Regions from separate parts of the Gossypium arboreum genome. Here all the other regions are linked to region 2. A link is a contact called in public Hi-C data. All regions are on one chromosome and are shown on one strand. Each heading gives the region's core, a stretch centred on a gene start, on an enhancer-like site or on the middle of the called end of the contact. The rest is flanking DNA. Distances are from core to core; before and after follow the strand shown. Region 1 holds the start of LOC108468285 (protein DETOXIFICATION 29-like). Region 2 holds the start of LOC108473496 (glutamate--glyoxylate aminotransferase 2). Region 3 holds the start of LOC108480959 (60S ribosomal protein L27a-3-like).

What was found. Hi-C and Micro-C count contacts between places; a contact is called where the count stands out from the background.
Region 1: a Hi-C map of leaf shows a contact between it and region 2, with 2.1 times the contacts expected there. The contact joins the promoter of LOC108468285 here to the promoter of LOC108473496 in region 2. A contact is called at or near these places in 2 of 5 Hi-C or Micro-C datasets (both in leaf).
Region 3: a contact with region 2 is called in a Hi-C map of leaf, with 4 times the contacts expected there. The contact joins the promoter of LOC108480959 here to the promoter of LOC108473496 in region 2. A contact is called at or near these places in 2 of 5 Hi-C or Micro-C datasets (both in leaf).

What each region holds. Positions count from the first base shown.
Region 1 is chr3:16,819,217-16,822,373 of ASM2569848v2, reverse strand. LOC108468285 (protein DETOXIFICATION 29-like) reads right to left here and starts at 1,836. Exons shown (of 8, transcript XM_017769179.2): 1 at 1,383-1,836; 2 at 747-1,288; 3 at 433-519. The coding sequence starts at 1,703.
Region 2 is chr3:16,251,702-16,255,219 of ASM2569848v2, reverse strand. LOC108473496 (glutamate--glyoxylate aminotransferase 2) reads right to left here and starts at 1,652. Exons shown (of 14, transcript XM_017775087.2): 1 at 1,157-1,652; 2 at 421-589. The coding sequence starts at 537. It also overlaps the pseudogene LOC108471378.
Region 3 is chr3:17,134,176-17,137,625 of ASM2569848v2, reverse strand. LOC108480959 (60S ribosomal protein L27a-3-like) reads left to right here and starts at 1,904. Exons shown (of 1, transcript XM_017784121.2): 1 at 1,904-2,543. The coding sequence starts at 1,985. The coding sequence ends at 2,425. It overlaps LOC108488146 (a long non-coding RNA gene), which reads left to right and starts at 2,853. Exons shown (of 2, transcript XR_001871724.2): 1 at 2,853-3,450. It also overlaps the pseudogene LOC108470938.

The sequences.
Region 1 (3,157 bases), core at 587-3,086, 570 kb before region 2:
TTATTATTAAAATAATTATTAATAATAGAACAATTAAAGCAAAAACCCAAGCTTTAAGCTTAATGTAAAATTGAAATAATTAAAAAAAATTACAATCTAGATTCCCTAACCTAGGTTCGATGAATCCAACCCAACTAATCCATAGATCTGCATATACTAATAGAGGAGTGCAATGATTAATTTGTTAAATCTTCAAAAGTAAAATTGATGTCAAAAAGAATATAGTTAATAAAGAGAAGTAATACCCTACCCAACTAATCCGTAGATCTGCGTATGACTAGTAGTCATAGTCGAGTGCAATAAAATTACTTTGAAATCTTCAAAAAGCGACACTTATCTTAAACAAATATAAAAAAGAAAATTTAATAAAAGACAAGTAATGACAACTAGGGGTTAAAATGATGCTTTAAAAAAAGAAAAAGGTGCACTCACCAGATAGACAACGCATCCACAGATATATCAGCGTTTTTCAGGTATCCAGCGAAAAGTATCAATGCCATAAAATACCATACCTCTAAACTGCAAATGTTTTTTGTGTTAACACTTTATAAACTTAAAACATATTCCTTCAAATTTGTAATAATAATGATAATAAATTGGATTTAAACATGCAACACATGGGGCTTCTGTTTTTGTTTTTGCTTGAAACAAAAAAAAAGCTCCATTTCTAAAGTAACGTTTTTACTTCCCTGTTTTTATTTAATTTGGATTTAAACAAAGAAGCCCAAGTGTTAGGTTGGACTTACCAGAGCATTATAGCTGAAGCAAAAGACAATCTGACAAATCCCCATAGATGTTGAAATGCCTTCCAAGAGAAGCCGGTCCAAGCCTGACCACAAGTACCGCTAATTATGTACAAAAACTGAGCCACGTCTATGGCAATCCACGACCCGTTCAACACAATGGCTGCACCAACTAAGCCCCAACCCAGCTTTAGCATCAACAGCCAACTAAACAAACAGTGCAGAACTAACGCCACCCCGGATATCATCGCCATCGCCATCATCTTGCTTTGTGCCTGTAAGAACTTCGCCATCGGGAAGTTAAACGCGTAAGCAAACAGTTGCGGTATCATCCATATTGCGAATATTCCAGCGGCCTCCGCTATGCTTTCCGTTTGGCCTATTACCGTCAAAAGTTGGACCGCGAATATGTATAACAAGCTTAACATCAAAGCCGTTGCGGTGAGGATGACACATGATCTTTGCATGTATACCCCTAGCATATCAAGTTGCCCTGCTCCATATGCTTGGCCGCATAAAGTTTCAAGTGCACTTCCCATCCCAAGCTATTCAAGTTTTAATATCAAGAATTGTAATTAGTGTTATTTTTAACTAAGCCAGAGACCCAAATGAAAACGGAAATCTAATTTACAGATTTACCATGATGCCGAAGCAGAAACCGGCAATGACCGAATTCTCCACGGAGACGGCAGCGAGGGCCAGAGTGCCAACTTGGCCGGAAAATACTTGAGTGATAGCGCCGAGGGAGTATTGACAGACGCTGGTGAAGATGGCGGGGCCAGCCAGGAACCACAGCTTCTTGGACTCAATCAGGTATTCTCTGAAGAAGTCACGGACGCTGTTGATTGGTGGGATGTCATCGGTGCCGGCGGTGAAGGTGATGTTTGATGGTCTAGAAAGTAACTGTTCATCCCCGCCAACTAGCCGAGAGGAAAGAAGCGGTTGCTCAGCTCCCTCCATTGCCACGGGAGACGTAAAGAGCTGGAATACAATATATAATATCAAGTCAACCGGCCAAGGTATATATATATACAGACAATATTTCAGAAGGCGGTTTTGGGTAGAGATTGCATTTATTATAATATTTTCCACGCTGATCCAAAATTAATTAAAGAAATTTAATGCATTTTAATAGTACAACATTTTAGTTTAAATCTAAAACCCATATAAAATAAAGATCCATTTTGAAATTTTGCTTTTCTTATGTTTGGGCGTTTACATAAATCTTATATTTGTTTTTTCCAATTATTTTAATTTAAATTCAATACATGTGACTTTTATTTTAATTTATCCATTTGATTTTAATTATAATTATTTAAATATTTTATATATATAGTTGTAATTGTAATTAACTTGTACTCTGTTAAAATCTTAAACTTAATCATATGATTTTTAGTTTAATTAAATTCTACTTTTTTCTTTTTATTATTATTAAATCGAGTAGCAGTAGCACTCACATTAATTAAAAGATCACGCTGGTCTCATGGTCATTCATGCATGCCCTCGCATAAACTCAAGCAACGCTCGACTTGGAAGCCACAATTGTATCATGTGGATTGTTAAGATTTCATAGATCTGTATATTTGTTTTTCTTATTTAGTATTATATATTTATATAAATTAAAATATTAATTTATCTTATATATTTATATACTCATGTGTTTAAATCTTATTACTATCAACTCAATTAAAAAATTACAAAAATATCACCCACATTAAACCAAAACTCTATTTTAAGTTAAGATGGACCGCAAATATGTATAACAAGCTTAACATCAAAACTCAATTAAATTTATCACTAAATCAAAACTCTATTTTAATCTTTTTATATATGTTTTAGTTTTATCATCCATCATCAATTGTATATATATTAATATTGTTGTTGATTGAATTTGTGTCACAAATTAACTCGAAAATAATTTAAGATTGATATATTTATTTAATGCTCTAAATCTGATGTATTCATAATGTAGGTGATTAAGTTGGTATCACAAATTAACTTGCCACCAACTTAAGATTTATGTTGTTATTTAGCTTAATCTAATTTAAATTTCGTTTTATTTACAATTTAATCTAGTTTTTTATTTATTTTAATATAATATCTATATTTAATATGTTATTATTAATTAGTTTCAAACTATATATTTTATTAATTATTGTATGTTATTTTTAAACATATATCTACTATAATAAAATTTCTAGTAATATTATATGCCAAATTTTGTTCGATATTATACTATTGAAAAAGAATCTAACTTATCTGTTTGGGTAAAATTTGTTATCTGTCATCAAGAAGAAGATACTTATTGGTTTGAAGTGAAAAAAGCATCTCTCGAAAGTCATATGGAAAGCTACTGAAAATGAAACACCACATTCTATATCTAACATATTTAAGTTTTTATCTTTAAAAAACAA
Region 2 (3,518 bases), core at 403-2,902:
AAATGAAACCTACGGCACAGAGAGAGGCCTTTTGATTATCACTGTCCTCGAGAAAAATGCAGCAATCAGCCTTTAATTAAGCTAAAATTTCTGAGAGGACCTGGTTAGAACTATTAACCCAGACCAAGGGAATCTTGTTAACTCCCCTAACTCTTACACCCGGAGTCCTTGAATGGTAAATAAGTACTCTAAGTCTAGCTCAAACTGTGATTATACTAATTATGATAAGTTTTCAAAAATATCTAAGAACAACAGTATGGTTTTAAATACCCCAACAAAGAATATGTAGGAAATAGGCATTTACACATTCTCTGTTGATAGCAAAAGCTAAAAGCACCAACATATAAAACTCTGCGAATTCAGCATACGAAGCAGAACTGCATGCTGAAATAAAATAAGAAGAAAGCAGGAAAAACATACCTTCTTCCCTTCCTTCTGAAGCTCAGAAGCTCGAAGATACAACTCACCTCTAACTGCATATTGAACTTTCTTCACGTTTTCATTCATTGTCTCATAGTCTAATGCCTTAAGACCCATGATGCCCAAGTTCCTTCCTTGAACTTACCAATATATGGACTCGGTACTCAACCTGTAAGAGAACTACAAAGCATAAGTCTAATTTAACATTTTGGTTTTGCATATAAGTTTATTAGTTGGCTTTCCAGTTCCAATACGAGAGTAACAATCAGCAAAACAATTCGAACGTTATAATATAATCACTATAAATTCGCTCTAATCCTAAATCTTAAAATCGGGTCTAAACATTTGAAAAGGAAAAACAAACATAGGAAAAACAAACATCGGCTCTAAGGTTCATATGATAGGAAAACATGCATTAATGGAAAGGATTAAAAGGAAAATCATAAAGTGAAAGAGAGCCTCTTGCGATGCGATCAATGCAATTATCAGTGAATATGGAGCCAAGCCAGAATACTAGAAAATCCAGGCATAGAAATGCATTTAGAAGTTTGAAAACAGTCAATAATCAATAGTCTATCAACAAAATCACACGGTTACCTTACACCAAAACCAAGAATCCGTAAAATTCAGGACCTAAACTCAATAAATCATGAATTACCAGAAAATCCAAACAGTTCACCCTTAAAACTAAACAGGGAAGTGCAGAACAGAAAAAAACTCCGTAAACGAGAGTAACCCGTGGGATGAGTGGAGTTGAAACTGATATCCCGAGGTGTGCAGAGCAAAGGGCAGGCACAGATTTTATGTGTAGTTTATTGTGTTGCAAGTGTCAGAGACTTTTTCATGTCAGGGAAAGGCAATATATACAAATAAAGAATTGATATATATAAAGATGTGGCAGTGTGTAAGGATTTGAAAGCAGTGGCAGCAGCAGAGCCACTGAAAAAGGGGATTTATTTTGAAAATGTGGGGATGCTGTGTTTTATCTTAAAAGATCAAAACACAAAGGATAAAATTGATCGGCGAGGTGTGGTGTAGCTTCAAACTGTGAGTTATTGGTAGATAATGAACCCTTTGGGGACTCCCTCACATCTTCTTTGGACTCATGTTCAACATTGGTCGCTCTCACCAACTCCCAAGTGTGGTTCACGTTCCATTCTTTAGAGGAATTTTCTCATCTAATGGCTAATGGCAAATGGTAGTAGTAATTTGGTCAACTTTCATGAATGATTATTATGAATATTAGCGAAGGTCAATCATTGCTATTTATTTATTTTTATCTTTCACTCTTGACGACTTACCATTAGAAAAGTGGCCAGACAAGATTCAAGAATTTCATTTTTAGTTAGAAACTTGTAAATTAATTGAAGATAACAATTACAACATTCTCATTAAATTTATTTTTAGATTCACAAAATTGTTAAAAGACTGGTGAAATGCTATCACTCAACATGATCAAATGCAGTTTCTAGTCCTTCAAGATTTAGCCCAACCAATCAGAATCATACATCAATACTTTGTAAGAAAACTGAAAATCTATTAACCTTGAAAAGAAGAGAATTCTACATAAGAAAATGTTGAGGGATTTAGTTAGCCCAAACCAAAAATCCTTGCCTACAAAAAATTTTTTCAGCCCAGGCCCATTAAGACGTACAGAACATCTTCCTCATCCTCCACTTTTCCTACTGTTTACCCTGTTGCTCCAAACGCTAAATGTCTTAAGATGGATGGCGAATGCCTTTTTCATTGGTGGTAATGTTGCTGCTCTATGAACTTCACCCGGAATGAACAGATATCAGTATAATCATATCACTTGATATAATATGAGACCAATTAGGAATAAAAAAATCAATAAACTTAATTGATTAACAATAAATGAATAAATTTTGATTTGTATGAAGTGATGATCTTGACTCGTATAAAATAGTAGTTAAAGTTTTTACCAGATGTTCATTTGGCATGAGTTCAAATTGTGTTATCTCATCCCCATTCTTAATATTGTATAAATAAATAAAAAGACAATGAATGAATATATTATATTTATAAAATATATATAAATATTTTACCTAAACTCGAACTTTCTTTTAAGAGAATTACTTTTGAGGATAGTAAATATATAGAAAAAAACAATTAATCAATGACATTGGATTTGCAACTAATTTTTAGATGGTACAAAATTTTAATGCTATCAAAAAACAGATATAGAAAAGATATCTGTAAAAGACCACTTTCTCTCCTCTAATTAAGAAAAAGACCAAAAAAATGCGAGAGAGAAGCAGGCAGTGCTCCATACAAGTTCATTATTTTACTTTGTGCGACATCTTTATATAATTTAGGAGCCTCTTATGGGCCTTACCACTGTCAATGGCTTCTTTGGCTCTTTCCAAAGCTAAGGAACGTCTTCTGCCCCATCACATCCTAGTAAATGATCCACAATTCCAGCATTCAAAACAATCCGGTCATATGCCGGCCCTTTTTCACCTCGAAGAGCTGCCAAACCCAACTCGATATTCTTCGATACCTGATATATTATAGCAAACATGGTCATTTGACAACAGGTTTTCAAAAATAACAGACATAAGAGACTGAGGCAAAGAGGAGTTTCATATCCACCCTTTGTGGTGGTTGGTTGGAAGGGGATATATAGAAAAGGATTTTTGAATTTTACCGATCTATTGGTTCTTGGGAGTATCAGTTGGTTCAAAACCATAGTCCATTGCATTAACCTCAAGCCTGAAACTCGGACGTGATACACCTGCAACATTAGGATATTGGTTGGCATTAAAATTCTGCAAATAATCTTATTTCCATTGGATATCTAGAAAGCTTTCGAAATGGATTAAACAATACAAAGCTAAATACGAACCATCCACTTCACAAGCTGATTCCATGCCTACCGAACGAAAACCAGAACAATGGTTCACAGGAAGTCCTTTTGATGTGCTTGCTGATCGCAACCTAGTTGTCATTGAGAGGGCACCTTCTTCACCCTTAAATAAGAGTAGTCTCAAACATTTAAGTGTTTTGTTTGGATTACTCGTTGATTTTTTTCAGAATTTAAATTGAATCAAGATATCTTGAATATCATAAAGGAAAAG
Region 3 (3,450 bases), core at 655-3,154, 880 kb before region 2:
CAAGACTGCTGAGTAGAAGATTAAGGAGGCTAGTGGTGCGGTTGTGCTCACCGCTTAGGTTAGATCTTTTGATTTTAGATCTGAATGGCATCTCTGTTATATTATTATCTTAGACTTATTTTGAAATTAAATTTTGCATTAACATTCGTAATTTTGTCTCAACTATAGATATTATATGTGATAAGTTTTGAGATATGTAGTTCATCTAGTTGTGTTTTGTTGCATACCATAGATTTAGGTAGACATGGACTTACGTTGAATACTTATAGCCCCGAGTGCAATGGCTTGTTGTATGTGATGTATGCCATTAAGGTTTTCCTGCATAGTTTGAAGCGATTCAAAACTTTGGCATGGAAATTTATGATGATGAATCTTATGGGGGGACTAGCGATAGCTTTCTTTTGTGTTGGTGAATTTTGGAATAAATTTTACTCGATGCAGTCTGCTGGTACTCACAAGTTACTTGAGTTCAACTCGAAAAAACTTCAAACTTGCTTCGGTAATTATCGAGTTGAGCTCTCCTTGAGCCGACTTTGAGCGTAGTAATACTTGACTCAAACTCGCAAGCCTTATTGAGCTTTTTATAATTTTATATTATTAAATTACGTTATTATCCTTAATATGTATTATTAACCCTAAACTTAATTATTGAGTTGAGCTTGAGCTCGAGTTCAGAAATTAGTAAACGAGCTTAATCAAGCTCGATTATATCTTGAGCCGAGCTTAAGCTTGGCAGTATTTAGGCTTGGCTCGGTTCGATTATGCCCGTAGTTGAGCCATTAATCCCCAATTTCCATGCTGAAACCCATCTTATTAATAGGTGTTGCAGACCAAAATGCAAGTACGAAAAGCATATGTCTTAGCTGCCCTGCTTCATTGACATTAGCAACTTACTAATCTGGGAATGGTGTGTTATGTGTGGTGCCATTGCTTAATGTGGTCGTACGTGTTCAAGAAGTTATGGTAAAGTTCATGGATGTAGAAGGGAAAGAAATAGACATTTATTATGGAACCATAAATTGGTAATTCACTTGGTGACCATCTTATTTTGTAATTGGTATTTTGAGATCTAAACTATCTAGGTTAAAATTATTTTGAAGACGATACTTTGATCGAGTTTTCTTTATTTTCTAGTACTATTACCGTCTACCCGTAAGCATGAGAAATGCATTAAGTGAGTGAGGCATAAGGTTAATTTCTTGCTTGGTACCACAGTGATTTAAGTGTTGATTTGAGGCGAAGCTGAAACAATACATACAGCAGTGAGTGAAGAATAAGATGACTATAAAACAATAACCAAAATTTCCCACTGCAACCACAGTTGTAACTTTGAAATAAAACTGTTGCCAAGAAGGGAAGCAAGGCTGTAGCTTTGAGGTTCAGCAAAGAGAGGGCTTTCATTTTCCTGCTCTTAAATGTACCCCGGAAGTGAGCGTGTTGAAATCCACATGGCTAACGCAACGACGTGTTCGGTTGATTGTCATGGTTCAACTAGCTAAGCTTTTCCGGTATCGCGAGGCAATTTGTAGGCTGCAACGCTACCTTAAAAACTGTGGTTGTTTGTTACAACCCTTTCAACAAAAGCAAATGAAACATGATTTACTGGACTTATCACTAATATTATATTAGTTTACTTAAATTAGTAGTGAACACATTAGCCGAGCAAATGTGAAACTAACCTTAAGGCCCAACCCCAATCAAAATATATCCTATGCTAAATTTATCTATATATTTTCCCAAATATGAAAATAACCTCCTATCAGCAAATTTATAAAAAAAAAAAAAATCACAATTCTAGGATCCAAATGAACCTTTAAGCCCAACGTGATAAGGGCCAACCCCTGTTTAGATCCATCAAATCACAAAGCCCTAAAAGGCAAAACCCCATTGTCCACCACACAATAAAAACTGACAAAACCCTATTTTCATTTTTCTCGTCTATAAGCCGCGCTTCAGAAGTCCCGTTCAATCCAAGTATCTAACAATGACAACCCGTTTCAAGAAGAATCGTAAGAAGCGCGGCCACGTGAGCGCCGGTCATGGCCGTATCGGCAAGCACCGCAAGCACCCTGGGGGTCGAGGAAACGCCGGAGGTATGCACCACCACCGGATCCTCTTCGACAAGTATCACCCTGGGTATTTCGGGAAAGTGGGTATGAGGTACTTCCACAAACTCTGCAACAAGTTTTACTGCCCCATCGTCAACGTCGACAAGCTTTGGTCTCTCGTTCCACAAGACGTGAAGGCAAAGGCCAACAAGGATTCGGCGCCGATGATCGACGTGACCCAGTTCGGGTACTTTAAGGTCTTGGGAAAAGGTGTGCTGCCCCAGAATCAACCGATGGTGGTTAAGGCTAAGTTAGTATCTAAGACTGCTGAGAAGAAGATTAAGGAGGCTGGTGGGGCGGTTGTTCTCACTGCCTAGGTTAGGGTTTTTGCTTTTGGATCTCTTATATTATCATCTAGGACTTAATTTTTTAAATGAGATTTTACCATAACATTCTTAATTTTGCTTCAACAATATATGGTATGGTGTTTATTTACTTGTGTTTTGCTTTGTTGCATTTGCTTGATTTAAGTTAAGATGCGGAAATTCTTGATACTTTACTGAGATTATTATTAGCTTTTCGTGCTATCTCTATCGTCAGACCATTGCACATTCTGTATCAATCCATTCATTCCCAAATTGGCTTAACCTTCCAATGCACTGCCATTCTTTTGTTGTCAACAATGTTTTTCATAATTTCGTCTCTAGATTTTGTGATACATGAGGTAAGTCCTCCTTCGATAGAGTAGTGTTGGAAAATCTCCATCAAGAGTGGTCCCTTTGCTAATCAATGCTGGAAAAAAGATATTGAAATTAAGATTATTATCAAGTGCTTATGTCTGGACTGGAGTAAGCCTTTGGCTCAGTGATTTAAATTCGCAATTATTGTAATTCACGTTCATCATTTTGGTCATTGTCCTTTACAGATGACAATTCGCGATTGCATACCAATTTAAACTTTAAAGGACTAATTATTAATCAAAATTGAACATTTTATTATTTTTTGGGCTTGCGTTCCGACCCAACAACGTCCTAAGTTGTCCCCTCCAGGTCGACTCAGCCGCTGCTTCCCCACTCTGCTCAACCGTTTGCATCATAAAGAAACGAAGTAGAATGATGGTTGCTCAACAAATAAGTATAAACATCTATTCTTCTTTTGTCTCTGAAAATTTTGAAAGGCAGACTATCGATGCAACAGCAAATTTTTGAACCCTCCACTAAAATAAAACAAAAGTGTTGATTAAGCAGAGAAAAAGCACATATACACATGAGAACTTTTGTACCAAATGTGGCTTCGTTTGAATCTGATCGTTAAATTCACAGGTGGTTTATGCCTGTAAACATCGGCCTCACCTTTCTGGTTGGAATAATTCTTGGGTGGATCGTGGTTAAGATACTGAAAC